Regions from separate parts of the Bos taurus genome. Here region 1 is linked to region 2. A link is a contact called in public Hi-C data. All regions are on one chromosome and are shown on one strand. Each heading gives the region's core, a stretch centred on a gene start, on an enhancer-like site or on the middle of the called end of the contact. The rest is flanking DNA. Distances are from core to core; before and after follow the strand shown.

Region 1 (4,103 bases), core at 549-3,048, 280 kb after region 2:
GGGGTGCCACTGCCTTCTCCCGTGCATGAGCACATGGGAGCTATACGCGCTCCCGAGAGAGCATTGCCCATCTATGCCAAAGGCTTCTTGGTGTGTTTACCTTCCATTCATTTCTGCTCCACATGAGGACTGATACCTTACACTTTTATGAGATCCCATCCCAAGGCATGTCCCTCCTCCCTACCCAACCTCTTCCCTGCTTTGTACTTCCAACCAGGCCCCCCAAAACATGACACAGTTAATGAAACAACTCCAGGATAAGTCATCCAGTGTACGAGCTTTAATCAATGTTGCATAGAAATCACTGTAGTAACATGTTCCTGCAAAGTTTACTTCTTCCTTCTAGCATTCAACGTGTGATGGCGTTTCTTATCTGGATGAAACAGACACAGGAACAAACCGTGGGGTGTCATCTCAGTTGTACTTCCGTCCTAAGGGATAGAAATGGGAAAGGGAGCCTTTAATAACTGAGTGCTTCCTAAGGTCACTTAACCCTCTCCTTTGGGTTTTTGGATGCTCGTGTGTAATCAGATATGGGGCATGGCTAGAACTGACACAATCATCAGGGTCCTTTTGACTTGGGAATCCATCCATTTATCATGCACCCGTGAATTCAACCCAGTCCAACATTCATTTCATTCTTTAAACCACGTCCAGGCTACACATCCAGTCCACCAATCCCACTGTCTTTCTTTCGTTCATTGGTCCAGTTAGTCCATTCAGCCAGCTTGCCATCCAGTCAGTTCATCTATCAGTTCATTTATCCATCCACCAACCTGATCCTCCACCCACCTAGACCACCATTATTTAACCAATTCATATCCTCTCAATAGTCATGCCTCCAGATATCCAATTGTGTTCAAACCCTTATCTACTCAGCCATCTGCCCAGCCAACCAATTCATTCACCCTCCCAATGCATCAGCCCAATCTAGAAATCTAATCACATCCCTTCTGATTCTCAGTCACTTAATGGATTCATTCCTTCCCCTCATCCTTCTTACCCATCCACTCAAGCAACCATCTAACTCTTCTCCCCATTCGCTATCTAACAGGCCTCCTAATTATTCATCTACCCAGCCTTATTCACCTCTCCATGCTTCCACCTAGCTAATCTGCCGTTCGTCCATCCTTCCAATCAACCCATCCAATTAAAGAGCTATTCCATCAATGCATCATGTATATACAACTGTCATAGTTCCCTCTCCCTCTTAACCCTTGCCTGTGGGTCCTCTGTGCTCTGACTTGGCGGAGGCAGCCTTCACCTCACCGCCTCTACAGCCCTGCTGGGCTGCGCCGCCCTTCTCTGGGGGAGTCCTGTGAAAGGCCACCGGCTTGACAGGTACCTGAGCTCTGCCTCTTTCTTTTGTACACCTGCTTGCTCCTCTTGACCTGCTTCCTCTTGATCACCTTTCCCTCCAAGTTCTTTCTGTTCTTGGAGTGGCTGCAAGAGTGGGTGACGGGCCGCGAGGGACACTGGTGGGAGTGCATGGTGTGTCTGTGGCGCCTCAGAGGAGGGCTGGGGCCTGGGCTCTGGCCCTGGCGGCCAGTGGGGCTGCGGTGGCTCCTCGGGCGCCGGCTGGAGCTGCGGCTGCGGCAGCTGCGGCTGCGGCTGCGGCTCTGGCAGTGCTGGCTGCAGCTGCAGTGGTGGCAGGCGTGGCTTTGGGGCCGAGAGTTGCTGTGGGGCTGGGCGTGGGTGTTGGGAAGGCTCTGTGTCTTGGTGTCCATGGGTGGGGGGCGGCCTCGCTTAGAGGGGCAGGGGCCGCCGCCTCCTCCTCCTCTTCTGGCAGACCCAGCTTCACAGAGGCCCTGGCAGCCCCTGGTTATATAGTTGGGCCCGATTGTGATGGCACCGGCCACAGGGGGGTATGTAACAGATGTGGCGCAACGGGGAACAAAGCCCTCTGCCCTCATCCTAACACGCAGGGTGGGGCAGCTTTCAAAGGGCGTGTCTGTGGGTTGAGAGCAGCCCCTCAGGTCGGGTGGAGCTGGGCCCACACCTGGGCCTGCTGCTGCTTTTCCTTCTGATCTCTTCCCCCCGGGCATCCGCCTCTCTAGTCCCAGTTTCCCTGCTTTTGTAGAACGGGGCGTAGCACACCTACCCCTTCCTTGGGGCCAGCCTGCAGTAAGAACTCAATAAACGTGTCCGAGCATGCCCAGTCTTGTTCTGGCTCCACGCAGGCAGGCTGGAATCCAGGAGCACAGCCCTGACCCCAGTAGAGTGGGGATGGGTGGGTGGTCAGTAAGGCAGATGACCGCCACCGGGGTGGGTGCGCGTTGAGCCATGGGATGACTTATCAGGTGGAGGGTAAGAGTGACCAAAGATGTGAATGTATGGCAGAAACCAGCACAATACTGTAAAGGGGTTATCCTTCAGTTAAAAATAAACTAATTAATAAATGAATAAAACGAACAAACAAAAAAAGTAACCAAAGGGACCCACGGTGGTCCTGGGGCCTGCCTGACAAGCCTGCCTCCCTAGCAGGATTTATAGCTGGGAAATCCAGAGTCGGGTTCAAAGCCCACTCTGTTCTGATATCCTGTCTTGGGTCAGTTGTTTTGAGGCCTGGTTTCCCTGTTGGACAAAGGGCTGTCACCCCTTCCTTCCTGGCATTCTTGTGAGCCTGAGACGCCCGTCAAACCTCAGGAGGCGCTTGAAAACCGGTCTCCTGCCTCCCGCCTGCCGCCTCCGCTCCCCTCCCCCACTGCTAGCACGGCCCCAGTGTGCACCCCTGCTCTGACCTCCTAGCCCCTGGGGAAGAAAGCCCACCCCGTGCGTGCGTGTGCACACGGCCTGGTCAGAGCTCCTTCATCCCTTTCTCTCCACAGCCATCCATGCCTCCCCCGCCTCGGTCAACGCTTGGTCTCAGCTCTTGGCCCTCAACCCTCCCTATAGCTCAACCTCGGGAGACTCCCTCCATCTCCACCTCCCCTCCCTCTAGCAGAACCCCCAGCCTACGTCTGTTGCTCACGCACAGCTTTGCTATCATCTGCTTTTATTGTAGTTTATTTCTTCATAAATGTGTCAGATCACATGGTGAAAATCACCCTCTTTTAGGGAACACTTCCGATATGGCTGGGCTCTGCCCCCACCTCTTCTAGGTGGCTTTGTCTCTGAGTCTTAGTGACCTTTGGACTGGGCTGAACAGAGTCCCCCAAAGGATGTGTCCACGTCCCAATCCCTGGAAGCTGTCAATGTCACTGTATTTGGAAAAGCCTCTTTGCAGATGTAATTAAGGATATTCAGAGCATCCTGAATTATCCAAGTGCACCCTAAATCCAAAGGCCAATGTCTTTATAAGAAAGCAAAGAGAAGGATCAGGGAGAAGGGGCCCCAGGAAGGCAGAGGCCCAGACTAGAGCCATGCAGCCATGAGCCATGGGGACCCCGTAGGCTGGACAAGGAGAGGGAGGCTGCCCTGGGGCCGCCAGGGCCTGTGGCCCAGAGAACTTGATTTCAGACTTCTGGCCTCTGGAAGGTGAAAGGATATATTATAAGCTGCCAGGTTTTTGATCACTTGTTACAGCAGCCCTGGGGAACTAATATTACAGTTTGCAAAGCAGAAGCGGGCTCAGAGAGGTTGAATGACCAGCCCGGAGCCCCACAGCTAGTCAGTGGCAGAGCCAGGATTCGGACTCAGGCTTGGCCGCCTCCAGTCCACCCTCGTGGTCACTGAGGCCTCCGCGGGGATGAAGGGGGCTCGAGTGGCCCTGTTCTAAGCCGCTGCCTTGTGTGGGCTCAGGGCTGGCTGGGGACCACGCTGTGAAGACTCTGTGTAGGTGTCCCGTACCTCTCCGCCCCCCTCCCCCTACTCTTCCACTCTGCCCACTTCCCCACCCTAGAGTGCCTGGTGGGACAGAGTGAAGTGAAAGTCACTCAGTCATGTCCAACTCTTTGCGACCCCCGTGGTCTATACAGTCCATGGGATTCTCCAGGCCAGAATACTGGAGTGGGTAGCCTATCCCTTCTCCAGGGGATCTTCCCAACCCAGGGATCAAATCCAGGTCTTCCGCATTGCTGGTGGATTCTTTATCAATTGAGCTATCAGGGTGGGACAGAGACTGTGGTTTATTAATCTCGGGGCCCACAGTGACTGGCACAGTG
Region 2 (4,329 bases), core at 1,194-3,693:
TAGAACTGCTTCTGCTGCATCCTGCAGATTTGGGGCTTCCCAGGTGGCACTAGTGGTAAAGAATCCGCCTGTCAATGCAGGAGGCGCAGGAGATATGGGTTCCATCTCTGGCTCGGAAAGATCCCCTGGAGGGGGGCACGGCAACCCACTCCCATGTTCTTGCCTGGAGAATCCCATGGACAGAAGAACTTGGCGGGTTACCGTCCACAGGGTCACAAAGGCTTGGACACGACTGGAGAGGCTCAGTACGTGTATTTTGTGTGGTAACCTCCTTTTCATGCTTCAGTTGCTTCAGTCACGTCCGACTCTGTGATGCTGTGGACTGTAGCGCGGCCAGACTTACCTGTCCGTGGAATTTTCCTCATGTTTAAATGTGTTAAAATTCTCAGGACCCCACTGCCTTTTCTCTTAGAGCGAGCCGTAAGACTTACCTCAAGAATTGTTATCACTGAGATTTTGAAAACTACAGACTGGTGTCCTGCCTGCAGCGCCTCGGAGACCGTTCTGAGGCGACCCTGGCAGAGTGCCCTTGCTGCGACCCCTCTCTCATCCCGTGCTCCCGGGTGACTCTTCTTGGTGTGTTTGGTAGTTCCAACCTTTTCAGTAAATCTCTGATTGGCCTAAGTTAGGTACCTCTTTGGCACCAAACAGCTTTCTGTTTTTTCTTTCTGTTTTCCCCCGAGAACAGCAGTTGTGGCGACTGGTGGACTGGGGGTGGAGGTTCAGAGTCTCCGAGCCAGAGTGCGGGGGTGAAGCCTGGCAGCTCCTGCGTAGGGGGCGCCTCTGTGCTCCTCCGGGTCCTCAGAGCTTTTCCTGTTTTACCTGCTTCCTCACGTGAGGAAGGTCTCATTAATTCCTGCTCTCAGATGGAAAAGCTGGGGAGTACATGTCCTGCCCAAGGTCACCCAGTTGGGAAGCCACTCAGGCAGTGTGGGTCCAAGTTTACCTTTGAAGCCAGTGCCTCTGAGGTGGGAGCATGACGGGGAAGCCTAGCGGGCCTTCTCAACACACGGAGCACTGGGCCCACCCAGAGATCTGAGTAGGTGGTCAGGGCCGGGCCCAAGACTCCGCAAGTCTTGATAAGCTCCAGGGAGGCCGTGTTGCTGGTCCCACAACCAGAGGTAGAGAGGTGCCACCCCGCTCTCCTGCCTTGCTGAGTCTGCCCGTATGCTGGTGTGGGTCTGCCCGTATGCTGGTGTGGGTCGTGTCTGGCCTTTACCCATCTGTGGGGAGGCAGCCAGAACGGAACGGCCGATGGTGGGCACGGCAGCACTAGCTTCGCAGGGTGTCTGGTGAGGACTCAGAGGACAACTTGTCTGGCCAGGGCCCAAGGCCGAGACTGCAGACTGCAGGCCCATGAGTGGTAGGGGTTCTGTAGACTGTTTTCACTGGCAAGCACAGCTTCCAAAACTAGTGGATCTAGTGGCTGACATTTCAACTTCAAAGGTAACAGCATTAAGATCTGTATTTTCTAGCTTCCTTTGCACGGCTGGAAGCTCTCACCACGGGAAGCTGTCTCCCAGCAGGGCCTGGGAGCTTAGCAGGATGGCCACTCCCTTGTGGATCCAGTGCCCCCAGGGCCTCGTTATCCAGTTTTCCTCCTTGGCCCCCATGTGAAATGAAAGTCACCCAGTCATGTCCGACTCTTTGCAACCCCATGGACTATACAGTCCATGGAATTCTCCAGGCCAGAATACTGGAGTGGGTAGCCTTTTGCTTCTCCAGGAAATCTTCCCAACCCAGGATTGAACCCAGATTTCCCATGTTGCAGGCAGATTCTTTACCAGGTGAGCCACCAGGGAAGCTCAAGAATACTGGAGTGGGTAGCCTATCCCTTTTCTAGCGGGTCTTCCCGACCCAGGAATCAAACTGGGGTCTTCTGCATTGCAGGTGGATTCTTTACCAGCTGAGCCACCAGGGAAGCCCCTGGCCGCCATGAGGGCATGGTATTAACACAGGACAGTGAACTGAAGTTTGGATTCCATTCCTGACTTACTGTCTCTCTGTCCTTGGGCAGATTAATTAACCTTAGTGTTTTTACTCACCTGCAAAACAGGGCAAACAGGCCTACTCTGCAGGTTCACCATCGTGGTGAGTGATGACGCAAAGCAGTCCGCCTGCTGCTGGCCCGGTCGTGGAGGCTGAGCCTCCAGGGGCCTCTATAAATCATGTTGCCATGCGGAGCCTTCTGTGGCACTCAAGGGTGACAATGTGACTTTTGATGGCAAAATGGGGCCATCTTTCATAAGACATGGTGCAGCTGACCCTCGTCTGTGGGTGGTTTGTGAAACTGCCCACATACCACCTGGTTTGCCCTGCCACCGGCTCTCTCACTGAACTTTGCTAGCAACGGAGGGAAATGTTCGAGGATTCTTGTGTCTGGTGTGGGAGGCAGCCGTGTCCTGGGCTTTCTGGGGCCTCGCTCTTGAACTTTGTAGTGACTACGCATGGTGGCTGAGTTCTGTGCTGGTTAAAGGTTAAGCTGCTCCCTGTCAGCCTGACTGGTTCAAGCCCCTTCACGTGGTCATCTGCTTGTTCCTGGACTTTTCTCTGCTTGTCTTTCCTCCAGCGTGAATTAATTAATCTTTTTCCTTTTCTTTTTTTTCTCCCTCTAGATTATTTGCTCTCTAATAACTATGTAAATTCTATCATTGTCCACAAGTTCGACTTTTCTGATGAGGAGATTATGGCATATTACATATCGTTCCTGAAAACGCTTTCATTAAAACTCAACAACCACACGGTCCATTTCTTTTACAATGAGGTAAGTAGCTGCACAGAGGCATGTTTGTTTGGAAGCTGGCCAGTTCAAGCAGCGCCTTTGGTTTGGGTGACCTTGTGTCTGTTTACAAAGCACATTTGCATTCACCATTTCCTGATTCACTATTTCATAGCAACACTGTTTGACCTTGGCGTGTTTTTTTTTTTTTCAATTGAACAAGTTACCTTTTCTGTTTTTAATGTAAAATTCAATTTGTGCTACCTGAGAGCATGATACTCTTGGTAGGGAGAAGTGCCCAGAAATTAACTTGGGATGTGTTCCTCTGTTGGCAAAACAGTGATGACTCCAGTCAAACCCAGCTTTGCCACTTGCCTGCTATGTGACCTTAAAGGAGTCTTAGTCCTCTGAGCCTCAATTTCTTCATCTGAGAAATGGTGATGATAGTTTCTACCTTGAAGGGTTTTCCAGGGGTTGAATTAAATGAGATGATGTCTTCAAAACAACTAGTATGTACCTGACTCCCTAAAACTGTAGCCCTTGTCATTCCTTACTCTGGTATTCTTTGGGAGAATTACTAACAATTTAAATAAATGAGTTGCCATTGTTCTTACAATTAAGAGGAGCTTGAGCGATCAGGTCACTAAATCTCACATTCCAAAAAGTACAGATGCTGGCTTTCCTGGGACTGGCTCATCCTGTGGCTCGACCACTTCGTGAGCAACCCAGGCTTTTCCATTGTCTTGCTCTGCTGAGCTGGCATCTGTCTTCAGGCTTATACCCCTCATGGTCTCAGGATGGCTGCAAAAGCTCCAGACACCACACTCACTTGCCACCGCTGAAAAGCCTGGTGACATCACGTCCTTTCTTGTGCCCCCTTCTGACTTTCCCCAAACTTCTTTCCCAGAAGCCTCCCAGCAGACTTCCTTTCCCGCCCTGCTGGTCAGAATTCTGTCACATTTCTCTCACAGTGTGTCTGTTGTTGGGAATGGCCTGGCAGGACGGTTCTGGCTCCGTGTCTCACAAGGCTGCAGTCATCCGAAGGCTGGATTAGGGTTGGGGGATCTGCTTCCAGGGTGGCTCGTCCACATGGCTGACCATTCAGCGCTGGCTGTTGCTGGGAGGCCTCGGTTACACAGTCCCCTCCAGAGAGTTGCTCGGGCGTCCTCCTGGCGTGGCAGTTGGCTTCCCATAGAATAAGTGATCCCAAGACATCAAGGCAAGCTGTAATGCCTTTCCTGATGGGGCCTCAGAAGCCACACACCGTCTCTTCCATTGTCTTCTTTAGGCCGCCCAGGCCAGCCCTGACTCAGCATAGAAGGAGGCACAGGGTGTGCCTCTAGGAGGTGAGGGTCGTTGGGCCATCTTGGAGGCCAGCTGCCACACAGCCACATGCTGTTTGTCCGGCAGGTGTCCTCTGATCGGTGGTCACATACGCTGCACAGCCTGTGCTTGAAGTCAGACCATGGTCCCAGACATTTCTTCTGAGTTTGGGCAAAATCCACCCAGCTGTCTTCGTAGGATGTGGCAACAGCCTCCTGCACTTTGATTTTTTTTGTCTAGATTTATAATGGGCAAAAACTGGCCTCTTGCTCACATATTGTTCCTGA

The links. Hi-C and Micro-C count contacts between places; a contact is called where the count stands out from the background.
Region 1: a Hi-C map of an unstated tissue shows a contact between it and region 2, with 3 times the contacts expected there. The contact joins the promoter of TNP2 here to the enhancer-like site in region 2. A contact is called at or near these places in 3 of 11 Hi-C or Micro-C datasets (liver, skeletal muscle and an unstated tissue).

What each region holds. Positions count from the first base shown.
Region 1 is chr25:9,926,267-9,930,369 of ARS-UCD2.0, forward strand. TNP2 (transition protein 2) reads right to left here and starts at 1,799. Exons shown (of 2, transcript NM_174200.2): 1 at 1,346-1,799; 2 at 252-431. The coding sequence starts at 1,727. The coding sequence ends at 415.
Region 2 is chr25:9,649,313-9,653,641 of ARS-UCD2.0, forward strand. CLEC16A (C-type lectin domain containing 16A) reads left to right here. Exons shown (of 22, transcript XM_059881547.1): 3 at 2,616-2,764. Among named protein-coding and RNA genes, the nearest start is that of CLEC16A, 31 kb to the left of the region's middle. Within about 2 kb of position 2,444, at least 9 of the 102 cell types and tissues checked have an H3K27ac peak or open chromatin away from gene starts, as enhancers often do. A contact at or near this core is called in liver, where this site is marked.